Linked DNA regions of Mus musculus: regions 1 and 3 are each linked to region 2. The links are chromatin contacts, called in public HiChIP or PLAC-seq maps. All regions are on one chromosome and are shown on one strand. Each heading gives the region's core, a stretch centred on a gene start, on an enhancer-like site or on the middle of the called end of the contact. The rest is flanking DNA. Distances are from core to core; before and after follow the strand shown.

Region 1 (4,064 bases), core at 324-2,823, 2.0 Mb after region 2:
CTTCACACTGTCTCAAAAGGGCAGAACTTCAATCCCTTTTTAATGTACTAATTTTTAGGTCGAATTCAAATATTCATTTAGTAGTAAAGCTTTTAAGTAACAGAGAAGCAATTTATTGAATTACATAATTATGCCATTTAAATAGTGTCAGGGGGCTGGAGGATGGCTCAGCATTAAGAGTACTTGCTTCTCTTAAGAAGAAATAAATAGAGTTCTCAGCACTCATCTAAGGTGAGGCTCACAACTCTAACTCCAGCCCCAGGGAAGCCCACACCCTCTTCTGGGCCTCTTAAGGCCTGTACTCCTGTGCACACGCTCAGATACAGACGCATAAATAAATAAATAAATAATCTAAACAAAAGAAAACAATCTCAACTATCTGGCAGTGTTTAGAAGATTGCAACTAGCACCTCATAACTATCTGGCGAATAAATTATGATAGTCTATCTGAACAGGATAAGCATGGCTCTTAAAAATGTATATTCCTAGACTGGCAGAAGTATAAAAGCTTTGCCGTGTCTCAGGAGGACATAACTTCCAATTCTCAAAAATAAGACATTCGTCCTAATGATGCTATCTTTCTTCTTACATTGTTATCAACGATTTTTTTCTTTCCCACTTCTTTTCTACTTGAATCTTTTGTTTATTCAAACTTACATACCCAAGCCATAACATAGTATAGCACCTTTCCCAGTGTTGTCCAAGTTTGTTGTTGTTGTTTAAGCACCACAATATGTGTCAGCTTTAAATTCCTAGCGTCTTCTCATGTTCTACTTCTTAAATACTGTCTCACAGCTGTTTCAATCGAAAACATTAGACTATCATTATCCTGCTCACTGTCGCCACCTTAAGCCACATCTTCAGCATGAAACCTAACCTACACTAGCAATGTCTTGCTCCCTATCAACTCCCACAAACCTCATAACAATAAGGGAGCATATAATTTTTAATAATACTTAAGTTCAGATGAATTCGGTGTGAAGAGTCTTGTTTCTTCTATTAAGAAGGGTCCAAGCAACACCCGGCATTGCAGACCACAGGTCACACATCAAACTAATACTTTCTGTTACCTGTCTATTCCTATGGAAGATGAAGAACGATGGATGGATAACTGGGAGGAGGGACTACTGGGGACGGAGACTTCACTTCCCATTGGGATGCTATTACCAAATAAACTAAAAGACAGTTTGGTCCTTCCAGGAGGAAAGGCAAGACGGACTTCCAAGGCTTGCTAAGGAATTCTCCAGCGCGAAGACACAGAAAGAAATCACCGTAAAGGAAGAGTCTCTCGCTCTTTTGGAACTCACCTGTCAACAGCGGTGTGGACGGCGCCATCTTGTCCCGGAAAGAGAAACCCACGCGCTGGGGTGAGAGTTCAAGAAAGGCCGAACCCGGCCTCTACACGTCTCCCCAAGCGCAAAGTCTGCGAGTCGGTGTTTCCGGCGCCGCCAGCCTCGGGGCCAATCCACGTCTGGTTCCCGAGCGCGCACGCGCAGCTCTGGCTCCTCGTTTTCCGGAGCGGGGAAGAGCCTGGCTGCGGTGGCGGCCGGCGCTCGCCCTCCCTCTCCGGAGCGGGCGGAGTCCACACTTCCGCGGGGCGGGGTCTGCCCAGTGCTGACGTTGGCAGCCGAACCCGAACTAGTTCGAGGTTGCCGGTTGCACTGTCCGGTGGTTGGACTCTTGCCTCTCGGCCCTGCGGCCCGCTCTCCCCGGCACGCCGCCCCAAAGGCTGCTCAGACCGCCGCGATCGGCGGCTGCCGGTGTTCCAGCGCTCCGCGTCCCGGCCCAGTGGCTGTAGACGGCGTAGGCACCGCGATCAGAGCCGAGCCTCCCTCCCGGTGGCCCGGGACCGGCGAGCGAGCGAGTCCGAGAGGTTCTTGGGGCAGGTGGCGCTGCGAAAATGGTCGCCAAGCAGAGGATCCGTATGGCCAACGAGAAGCACAGCAAGAACATAACTCAGCGCGGCAACGTCGCTAAGACCTCGGTAAGGGAAAGTGGGCACCCCGCTCCATGTCGTGGCCGGGAGCCGAGGCCCGCGCCCCGCGCCCGGCCGGGGCCGCGGCGAGTTCTCCCCAGACCCGCCTGACTCCGGACTCCCGCTGCGGTGGAATCTGGGGTGGGGGGAGAGATCTGTGAGTCGGCCGGCCGGCCACCTGGCCTGGGGTGCAGGCCTTGGGAGCCCGGGATCCGAGAGTGCTTTCTCTGCATTTGAAACCGGGTTTTTTCTTTTTGCAGAGAAATGCCCCCGAAGAAAAGGCGTCGGTAGGACCCTGGTTATTGGCCCTCTTCATTTTTGTTGTCTGTGGCTCTGGTAAGTGTTTGGGGGGCTCTCGCGGTTTGGAATGACGTGGATGAGTGGCGAGTCCTACCTACCCGCGTGGTTCTCAACCCACCTGCTAAGAGAATTGTTTCTAGTGAACTGGATAACTTGTACCACAGAGGGTGGTGCCCCAGAAATTTCTCTTACCTTGATTTATGCTCATTGAAGATCAAAAAGAGAGAGAGAGAGAAATTAGATCTTCCTAATGATCCCTTAGAAGAAATTAAGCACCAAATATCTCTGATTTGCATTGTAACTTTATTATCGATAGTGTTGCAAAAAACTTAGCGAACATCGTGAACATCTGGATACTAGAACAGGACTGAACGATACCAGTACCTAAGGTCTCTATGTCAAAAACTAAGTATATAAAGTAAGGGTAGTACAAAGAATTGATTTTCTGTAGAGGAAACATACCTGCTGGGATATTTAATGTATGAGACAAGTGTTTTCAGGTAAGATTAGTTATTAAGACAGCCTGGTTTTAAGATGATAGACTCTTGCCCCTGCGGATGGATGTATTACAGACTGTCCTCCTGCTCTGCCTGCTGCTTTAATAGACAAGCTGCTGTTATTGAGACAGATGCTTTTATTTGCCGCATTCTACAGTTCCTGAGATTTTCATTTAACATTTCACTTTGCCTTTTTTCTAAACTTAACAACCGGAAGCTTTCTTGATATGTGGCCAAGAGCCAACCAGTTTATGTAACACAAAAAGATTATTGAATTTCAGCTGTGTGAGAATGAAGAAATGTGCATGTGTTAGGAAACCAGGCCTTTAAGGATATGTTGGAAATAAATTAATAGTAGGAAAAACGTGTTTGTTTTGGTGCTTTCAAGTTATTGCTAAAATAATTTCACATCTGGAATATCTCTTGTACATCTTATAGGTAAAAGTCAAGGAGCTGCAATTAAGGAAATAATTTGAGTTCGATGTGAAGCTCAGCTGCAGCGTATTTACCTATCATGCATCAGGCCCTCCCCGGGTCCCATCCCCAGTACCACGAGATAATAATCACTTCAAGGCATTGAATTGTTTAATTATGATAAACCTGCTTCACTTTTTTATTAGCGTAAAGTTAGATTAGCATTTGTAACTGACTGTACGATCACGCTGGAGTCTGCAGCTGCTGTAAATAGATGACTTTTAGTTGAGAGGCCTGTTTTCTTCAACTTGTTTTAATATTTGCTCTTTCTCTTCACAGCAATTTTCCAGATTATTCAAAGTATCAGGATGGGCATGTGAAGTGACTGACCTTGAGATCTTTCCATTCTCCTGTGAATTTTAACTTGAACTCATTCCTGATGTTCGATGCCCTAGTTAAAAACCATTGAGTAAATCGGCCTGCCTCAGAATGACTTTTCATATCCGCCTTCATGTGTCATTCCAAGGTGTCTTCAAGAGTCATTCCAGGTTTGCTAGTCCATGCCACAGTGCCTTGCAAAAGCACCACATGAATAAAGCAATAAAATTTGATTATTAAGTTCCAGTAGTAGACCATACTTATTCAGTACAGAATGAGTTTTATATGGTTATTAAAACATGACTAATTAGATTAAATCTGTGTAGACAGGGTATAGATTTTGTTAACCCTAATGTGTAAATGCAATTAGCTTAAATTTTGGAATCTTATGGTTTTCTATAGCTATGCCCTTTTTACTCTTGAATTGGAAAGCACACTCCATTATAGGGACATGTAACTGTCCTATAATAAGGTGCTTTTAAATGGTCACCTACACGGCT
Region 2 (4,523 bases), core at 1,611-4,110:
ATGGTCAGTCTTCCAGCACATACTTTTGTTCAAGACCAGCTAGTAAAATTTTATTGCCAGGTTTTAACTTAAACCAGGAATAGAAAGATTCATATTTCATGCCGTTAACTTTTAGAGTATGAGAGGAAGACAGTGTGTGTGTGTGTGTGTGTGTGTGTGTGTGTGTGTGTGTGTATGTGTGTGTGTGTGTGTGTGTGTGTGTGTGTGTATTTCTATGTGTGCATGCATCTGTGATGTGGATACATGTGAGGATATATAGACATAGTTTCATGTGCATGACTATGGAAGACAGAAATCCACCTCAGGATTCTTCTTCAGGTATCACCTACCTTTTTTGTTTTATTTTGGTTTTACACACAGTCTACTACTGACCAGGAATTTGCCAGGAAGCTAGACTGGCTGTCCAGTGAGGCCCCAGCAATCCTCCCGTTTCCATCAGCCCAGTGCTGGAATTAGAGATGTGAGCTGCTATACCTGGCTCTGGGGCTCCAGCTCAGATCCAGCTTGCACAGCAAGGACTTTAACCACCAAGGACGTCCCCAGCCTGAACCTTTGTCCTCTGCTCCCTTGCTGACTGATATTGGGCTGCAAGCCAACTAAGAGCATACTTTTCAATAATGTATTCAATAGTTCCTCAGCAGTTCACATCTCTGAACCCATGGTCCTTAGAAGTTCGCTCCAACTAATGATGACGTAAAGACAACCATTTAGATTGTTTACTCTCTTGGAATAATTTTAACAATCAGAGGAAATTTATAATAACTACTTATGAAAAAGGTGCGCTGGTACTTCTAGGGTTCAATAGTCACTGATGCTCTGGAAGGAGCAAATGAGGGCACATCAGAGAATTTGTTTCTGCAGGCTGGAAAATAGCCTTTTCTACTTTATTTGCATACAGAAATTAAGGATCATGATGGCTGTCACTGGATACCTGTATCCATATGTTCAAATGGCTAGGGCAATATACTCAATTACCCCTTTAAAGGTTTCTTCTCAAAAATCTTAATCTAATAAATTTAAATAATTTTTGAACCCTTTACACTTTTTATCAAACTTGACCTATTACAGAAATGAAAGGGCAAAAATATGTAGTTAACCTCTGAAGGTAAACCTGTCTTGTCTGCAATTCATCTAATATAATAATTTATCTCCAAGGAAACTTCTGACCTGGGCAGTAATTACCTCTGCTTTTCACACAGCAGTATTCTCTGCCCTGTGTTAATCAGAGATAATGGATCTCTCTGTGCATTTCTGCCCCCAATTCACACATGTGCATATCATTGCCAATGGTTTCTCACACTGAACAACTTTGTCTCTTGGCCTCCAATCTATATGACTCAACCATTTCTGAATATCAGTTCAAGACCCTTCTTTCCCATGACACACTGAGACATAAACCACATTCCTCATTCTGATATGTCAAATTCAGTTCAGTCCTGCCCTGAGCCTAGCAATGACCCTTCTTTGACCTTCTCATTGCCTTGAATATCATCCCTCTAAAGAAGCAATCTTGAGAAACCACACAAAAGAAAAGCCCTTATTCTTTGTCTCCATTATATAACTGCTCAATGGCCTGGGCATAGTTACCATCATAAGAAACTTCCAGAAAGGGCTTTACTTACCATTTTATCCATTGCTTCTTCCATTTAGACTGTGGGCACCTCGAGGGTGAAAACTTGGTCTAAGTTATCACTGCCTCTCTGGCTTTAGAACCATGCCCAAGCCACAGGCTTTAATACACAAGAACACGGAGATACTCATTTCAAAAATGGTAATTAAAGCTTCTCACTAGATTTAAAGTCTTCTCATACAGCATTTAGTGTCACATCACAACTTTCTGGGTAGGAGAATACAGTGTGTGAAAATGGCTCCACATGGCTCCATATCTAAATCATGGAATTTTGGAGTTGCTTCTCACTTCGTTGACTATTCTTTGAAATTTCCTGATCTTGTCTTAACCGATCACCTTATCTAGATGCAAACTTTTCTGCATATCATTAAATGATGCCAGGAATTGTCCTTGTGATTATAATGTAATTATATTATATAGAGTGTCATTCTCCAGAGAGCCTTCAGTGTGTCATTGCTGCAGTCTGTGCACAGTGCTCACCTATTTGAGTTTTTTCTAAGTCAGAGCTGCACCATGAACATGAGCATCCTTGCCTGCATCCAAGCCATAAGTTGGCCTGCTTTCCTTATCAAAAACTAAGTAGTACAGGTAGATGCAACTTGGAGATAAACACATCATGATCACATTTTGTGACTTTATCCACCTATCCTCTCTCTGAGTTTGTATGTTTTTCTTATTTATAAAAAATCTGAATAGCTCTGGTTTTACGGAATTATTGAGGCTATTAAAGCACCTGAAAAATAACGGCACACAAAAAAAGTTCAGTACATCACCATAATCTAGTCAGCATTTTGAGGGTGGTAGTCTTAAGAGCCAAGGCATGTGTTTATATCTTTCTATTTTATATTCTGAATACACCATCCAGTCAGTTTCCCTAGAGTAGCTCGGTAGCCAACCTCAAGATCAAAACTAGTCCAGGAAGTATTGCAAAACAGCATGCTTAGTTAGGAAAGTGTTCTGACAGAGATAGACTTAAGGACAGCCATGACCTCTAACTGTCAAAGAAGAGTGTCCCATGAATTTCTTGGTGGTAGGGTGGAGGAATGAATTGAAGACAGCGGAAAAACAACACAAAGTATTCCCCCCACTTCAGGATTCTGAAATGCTAGTGGCAGACATTTTTGAACTTGTCTGTTTTTAGCTTAGTGGAAAAGAGCCAACACAGGATGACAGAGAGAGGGAGGGGAGAAGAAAAGAAGATCTTGGTCTACTTACTGTCTTCTGGGACCACAGTTTGGTTTCAGTTCCTTTGACTCAACAAGAACAGTTTCTCCACCTGACAACTGCATGGGGTACAGCCAAGGCTTCTCTCAGGCAGCCATGAGACCCAGCTAGTTTTATTTTGTGTCTTTGATTTGTATATGCAGTTCAGAATTGGTTAAATGTTTGACTTTGGCCATCATTTACTTATTGAGCATGAATTATGTACTGGCCAATGTACTAAAAACAAAAGGCACAGCATAAACAACCAAGGAACTTGGAGTCTGTTAAGAAGAACATACAGGAAAGAGCAGAATTTTAAAAATAGGTCAAAATCAGCCATGGTGGTCCATTCTTTAGTCTCAGCACTTAAGACGTTGAGGCAAGTGGATCTCTGAATTTGAACCCAGCCTGGTCTACATAAGTGAGTTTCAGTCTGACAGTCCTAAACGAGACTCTGTTTGAAAAACAAAATAAACTTTATATGCCCCAGTACAGGGGAACGCCAGGGCCAAAAAGGGGGAGTGGGTGGGTAGGGGAGTGGGGGTGGATGGGTATGGGGGTCTTTTGGTATAGCATTGGAAATGTAAATGAGCTAAATACCTAATAAAAATGGAAAAATAATTCATTATAAAAAAAGAAAAAGAAAATAAAAAGCAAAAAGCAAAAATAATATGTGCTATTAAGAATAGTAAAGAGGAAGGAAGCAAAGAAGTGAGGGAGAGACAGAGGGAGGCATGGAAGAAGGGAGGGGGAGATGGAGGGAGGAATGGAAAGGAGATTCCAGTGGCATGCACACACTGCAACTGTATTTCCGGCAGTTGGGAGGCTGAGGTAGGCGCAGCATCAGTTGTATGCCAGTCTGAGCTTCATATTGTGACCCAGTCTCAAGGAAACATCAAAAAATGAAAACAGAAAGAAGTGGTAGAAAGCTCCTAGGCAGTCTACTGCAATTAAATATGTAGATAGTAATGAGGAGAGACAAGGCCTAGGGACATGTTGAGTTGAGATATGAATAAACTATTGTGTCACAGTGTACGGGAAGAGTATGCTAGAGAAAGAGAAATGAGTATGAGGGGAAAAGAGAGAAAACCTGGGTCAGTAATGAGCTTGGAATATGCTGTAGCAAAAATGAAGACTAGGGCCAGGAGATAGGGAGAGTAAGTTTGAGAAAAGACATGCATGTAGAGATCAAGGCACAGCCACATCTAGGATATTGGATCTCTTCCTAATTAAAATGGAAAACATTTAGAGAATTTCTGAGAAGAGAGCAATATGGTGTAATCTGCAAATGATCAGGCTATTCTGGCAGGCACACAAGAGTGAGAAGAGTTTCTTAGAAGGCTGCAAGAGCAAAGACCACAGCGTGGTATGCTTTGCAGAGGGTGTGGAAGAAGAACCTTTCCACACTTGCTTTGGACCGAGTTCATATTCTTGCTGATAGGTGGAAAACAGCTAAGGGTAAGGGCATCCATCAACTGAGGAACTGGGAAAAGGGTGCTGATTAGTGATCACTATAGTAGATGAAGCAGAAAGAGTTGTGGAAAGGGAAAGGTTGGGTCTAGGAGGATGTTGGAATTTTGACTTCTGTTAACATCTGACTACAACAGTTAGTAGTCATTCCGACACATGAATCCAGACATTGGTAGACAGTTCAGGAAATATAGTTTTCATGTTATTTCAAATTAATAGA
Region 3 (4,537 bases), core at 724-3,223, 1.3 Mb after region 2:
AAGCTCTGTGAGGAGGCGGACCCCATGTATAGAATGCCTGCACTCCACTCGACTCCCTTGCTTCCAAGGATCTACCCCTCATTTTTGCTGCGAATGACAGGGAAAACTAAATAGCTCCAGTTCAAAGAAAACACAATGCCAGGGCTGGTGAGATGGCTCAGTGGGTAAGAGCACCCGACTGCTCTTCCGAAGGTCCAGAGTTCAAATCCCAGCAACCACATGGTGGCTCACAACCATCTGTAACAAGATCTGATGCCCTCTTCTGGAGTGTCTGAAGACAACTACAGTGTACTTACATATAATAAATAAATAAATCTAAAAAAAAAAAAAAAAAAAAAAAACACAATGCCCTTCCCCACTGCACTCTTTATCAGGTATGAGGAACACTCCAGAGGAAGGTCAGGAAGGCACACGGGTACCAGAATGTAAGTGGGTGCTCATCAGACCATTGCAGTAAGCAGCATCTCACGCAATAAACCAGGGACATCTGGAGAGCTGTTGCCTGGAGACCATTAATGTCAAATCACCCTTTTAACCACAAAATGCTTACATGTGGGAGACTCTGCAATGTTCCCTGGTAGTAACTTCAATGCAGCTGATTATAAGATATCTCTCTCTCTCTCTCTCTCTCTCTCTCTCTCTCTCTCTCTCTCTCTCTCTCTCTCTCTCTCTCTCTCTTTCTATCAGAGCCAAGTAATGAGCTTCCCTCAACTAGCTCTGGTCACAAATGCCCAAGTCATAAGATGTGTAGTGATTAGGCTTGCACATGATACACAAAATAAAAATCTATACTTCTTAAGGAAAAAAATATGTGTGTCCTGGTTGCTTTTCCATTCTCAGTGTCCAGAACACTGCCTACTGCTTAGTAAGTACAGTGAATCGAAACAGTGCTTTCTGTGCAGGTGACGTAACTGTAAACGCCTAGGTTAAAATGTTAAGGCAAAAATCAATTGTAAACATAAGCTCTTAGAGCTTAATTTAGGCAACAGAACCTGAGTGAGCACATAGGAAATGTAGGAGCCTTTGGTTATCTCTCTCTTGGAGCCCCATCCACTGTTGGGGTTTCTTTTTCCTGCTCCCTTCACTCAGCATGAATGGAAGAGGGGGGTGGTCAAAGGAAAAGGATGGAAATACAAGAACTCCACAAAGAACTTTTTAGAACAGTATTAGTTACCTTTGAGTCATTTCCATATGTTCTATACCATGTATTGTTATATCATTATACATTTATGTTAAGTATTATGAGAAATCTAGAGATGATTTAAGGCACTTATGGAAGAATAAGTATAGGTTAAATGCGAATATATCACTTTTTATAAATGACTTCCTATAAGTGTAAATCTCCAGATGACGAGAGCAGCTGCGGATTTTGTTATCACGCCAAGGGAGTTCAGGAATCAGTCCTGCCATGAACACAAAGGCTGCTGTATGCAGTGCAGTGGGAAGGATATAGAACTTTAAAAACTATCACTACAGAAGCTGGAATGAACTTAAAATATGAGTTATAGCATGAACAATACAAACTTACCAAAATTTTAACAAGTGATGTGTTCATCTATACTTATGAGCTACTTGCCAGCAATAATTAAATATTTTTTTTAAATGTGGAAAAAAGAGACCAACAACAGCCCTTATGCCAAAATTCACTACCCAAGTGCTAACTCAAATTCCTAGGTAGCTCTAATACCGCCACACTCCTGAACCTGCTGTTCTCTATCACTAATAATCTCCTCTTAGGAAAGTGTGTGGCTCTTCTTGTTCCCCATTGCTTACTGCATTGAACTGTCAATGGTGAGGTTTACAGAGGAAAATCCCTGTGAGTGATAAGGAAGCAAAGGAAAAAGTAGGGAGAAGAAAAAGATGATGTGGGGGAGGGCAGGGAGATTTGGTCAGGCTGCTGTTTGTATGACTCATGGAGGGAACCAGCGGAGGACAGCCTGACACTCACGCAGATCAAAACATCTAGCCATGCCCTGCTTCCACTTTCTAGCCTTGACTGCATTCTAACTGCTCAGATGCAGTGCCCAGCCAACCCATTATCTCGTGGCTTCTGTCAAGTTCCTGATTTTTCTTCTCTTCTTGAAGATGAGGAAGAACTCGGCTTAAGTGTCCTCTGGAACCTACACTGAGACATATTCCAACATGAGTGTAGTCTGACGTGCACTACAGGAGCCATAAGCAGGTAAGGAGATTCTTCATGAAATAACCTGGGTGTGTGGATGGAAGGGTTAGGTCTGAACTGGGTTACACTGGGCAATCTTCATGTTTTACCAGTAGAGTCAGTTTGTGTTTAAAAATGGCAATTGTTTGGCACGTTAAGTATTTGTCGATGGCAATTTGGGGGTCCAAACCTTAAGTGCTCTAATTGATTATTTGGGGCTCCCAGCTGGGTTTAACGTGTCTGTAGTAATTCAAAAGAAACTTTCACAAGTGTCCATCTTGGACATTTCTACCGTGTGAAAGGACACAGAGATGGTTCTCAAAAGTAAGTTCACTGCCGTATTTCTTCTTTCAAAATTTCTCATTACGTACGAATAGTTTCTCCTTTTCTGCCACTGCACACATACACATATAACAAAACTGTGTCTGTTTGAACGCATAGTTACACAGAGAGGAGCTTTTAGCTTGGTCTTGCTGGGAAAGTTAATCCTAATTGCATCTAATAAAATTTGTATTTATTCTTAAGGAAGCTTAAAAACCATATATCTTCATATCCTATACATAGCAAAAATTTACATTCATTAGAAACTTAGTTTATAAATAATCAGTTAAACTCCTTAAAATGCTTGAACTAGTTTCAATTCAACACGTAGGGCGGAGCATGGATCTAGTGTCAGTGCACTCAGTGAGCCCATGCAAGCCACCTAGATTGTTTTGTTTACTGCTGAGTTTTTGGAAGGTTTTTTTTTTTTTTTCTTTTTTTTGGTTGGTTGGTTGGTTGGTTGGTTTTTGCTTGTTTTGTTTTAGGAAATTTAATCCTATGGAGGAAATAAGAGTAAAAAAAAACAACTTACACGTTTATCTTTTTTTAAATATACAAAATCAAAAATACATTTCAAGACTAAATCATCTAAATCCTAACTTGAAATATCAAAGTAACATTTTAAGTTCTATAAACACATAAAACCTTATACTTTAATAAAACTTATAAATACATACAAGCACACGTGTACAGTTTCACATGTGTAGATGTACATATAGCACACATGGTTATACCTGTTAAACCCAAAGAAGAAGAGAGGAAACACCAAGCTGCTCAGAGCTTCAGTCAGGGGAATCGGGCAGCCTGTGGGAAGTGAGCTACCATTTGCTGCCCTGTAGCAGCAGCAAGAGGAGGAAGCAGGACCCGAAGCCCTGAGCGGCTACCTGAAGGCAACAGAGCTGACCCTATCAGGATCTAAATCCCCTGCATGCTATGAGGCCGGCCCTGCCGCTGGTGCCCACAGACAAACGATTTCAATCTGCTTTACCCTGCGATGGCTTCACTTGCTTCCTGTTCTGCCTCATAATCTACCAGTTATCCACGGGTCACCACGCCCTCCCACGCTCCTCCATCCACCCTTAGTCATGTATTTTTAGGATGTTTTGTTTTTTTCACTAAATTATCACTGACAACTTTCAAAAAAATTATCATCATAGCGAGGACACAGTAGTAAGGAGAAACATCTCTCAAAGTAGTCGTAAAAAGGGACAAATAGTTAATGTTAGTACCACAAGGTACTAAGTACTAGGTACTAAGTAACATCCTGAGTACCTGATCCACCAAGCTCCCTAAACCTCATGCCGGTTTTCAATGCCACAAAGCATTAATCCAGATAATATCTGTGAAGTCATTAACAGCCTAATATATGAAGGAAGTATAAAGTAAATGAGGGATAACACTCCTGTTTTCAATGTTCTCATAGAGATCAGGATCATTGGGAAAACGACCATTATACAACAGATCATTAGAACACATAGCCCATGGGTCGGCATGTCATCCCACCTAGCGATTAATGGTAATACCTCTACAGGATTTTCAGTTCTTTTTAATATTCATGTACAAGGCAATCCCTGATGAAGCTGGAATAGGTGATTTGAGATTCACTTACTCACGAGTTATACTGACATTTGCATGTGTGGCCTACTAATAGGTTGCCTAGAAGGTTGTCATTCAATCTACCCTACCTGGTAAATAAACAAATGCTTAAAAAACAAGTACCCAGCCCCTCTCCACGTACTGCATTAGCTCTGGGGTAATTAAGCTCTGCACTAGTCTTTAGCACAAGACAGTGGGTGAGGAAGGAAAAGATCATTGGACAAGATACTTCCTATGGTTCAAGATGCTTCTTGAACTCAACTTGCTGAATACAATAGCAAAGATGGTTTGGAGACAATGTTCACTCTAGTAGATGCTTTTAGAATGAACTTAGTTGTTGAGGCTTCTCTAAGCCTAAATCTCTGATAATTCAGAAGTCAGATTCATTGAACCAGGCTCCAGCATTTCCCTCAAGTGAGTAGCAAAGGAGTTATCTTGGTCTCTCAGCATGAGCAGACT

What was found. HiChIP or PLAC-seq counts read pairs in DNA pulled down with a chosen protein or histone mark.
Region 1: an H3K4me3 HiChIP or PLAC-seq map of pro-B cells shows a contact between it and region 2, with 5 times the contacts expected there. The contact joins the promoter of Eif2a here to the enhancer-like site in region 2. A contact is called at or near these places in 4 of 39 promoter capture datasets (the C10 cell line, the HPC-7 cell line, liver and 1 more) and 4 of 115 datasets of contacts at active chromatin or transcription factors (large pre-B cells, pro-B cells, regulatory T cell precursor and 1 more).
Region 3: a contact with region 2 is called in an H3K4me3 HiChIP or PLAC-seq map of bone marrow-derived macrophages, with 6 times the contacts expected there. The contact joins the promoter of F630111L10Rik here to the enhancer-like site in region 2. A contact is called at or near these places in 6 of 39 promoter capture datasets (the 3T3-L1 cell line, the C10 cell line, the HPC-7 cell line and 2 more) and 2 of 115 datasets of contacts at active chromatin or transcription factors (the 230-238 cell line and bone marrow-derived macrophages).

What each region holds. Positions count from the first base shown.
Region 1 is chr3:58,523,330-58,527,393 of GRCm38.p6, reverse strand. Eif2a (eukaryotic translation initiation factor 2A) reads right to left here and starts at 1,573. Exons shown (of 14, transcript NM_001005509.2): 1 at 1,308-1,573. The coding sequence starts at 1,335. Serp1 (stress-associated endoplasmic reticulum protein 1) reads left to right here and starts at 1,510. Exons shown (of 3, transcript NM_030685.3): 1 at 1,510-1,984; 2 at 2,236-2,311; 3 at 3,526-4,064. The coding sequence starts at 1,901. The coding sequence ends at 3,566.
Region 2 is chr3:60,480,253-60,484,775 of GRCm38.p6, reverse strand. It overlaps a transcript of Mbnl1 not described here. Among named protein-coding and RNA genes, the nearest start is that of Mbnl1, 19 kb to the left of the region's middle. Within about 2 kb of position 2,860, at least 97 of the 459 cell types and tissues checked have an H3K27ac peak or open chromatin away from gene starts, as enhancers often do. A contact at or near this core is called in the 230-238 cell line, bone marrow-derived macrophages, pre-B cells and 3 more, where this site is marked.
Region 3 is chr3:59,151,064-59,155,600 of GRCm38.p6, reverse strand. It overlaps F630111L10Rik (RIKEN cDNA F630111L10 gene), which reads left to right and starts at 1,973. Exons shown (of 1, transcript NR_045641.1): 1 at 1,973-4,537. The region is part of intron 15 of Med12l (mediator complex subunit 12-like); the gene reads right to left. It also overlaps a transcript of P2ry14 not described here.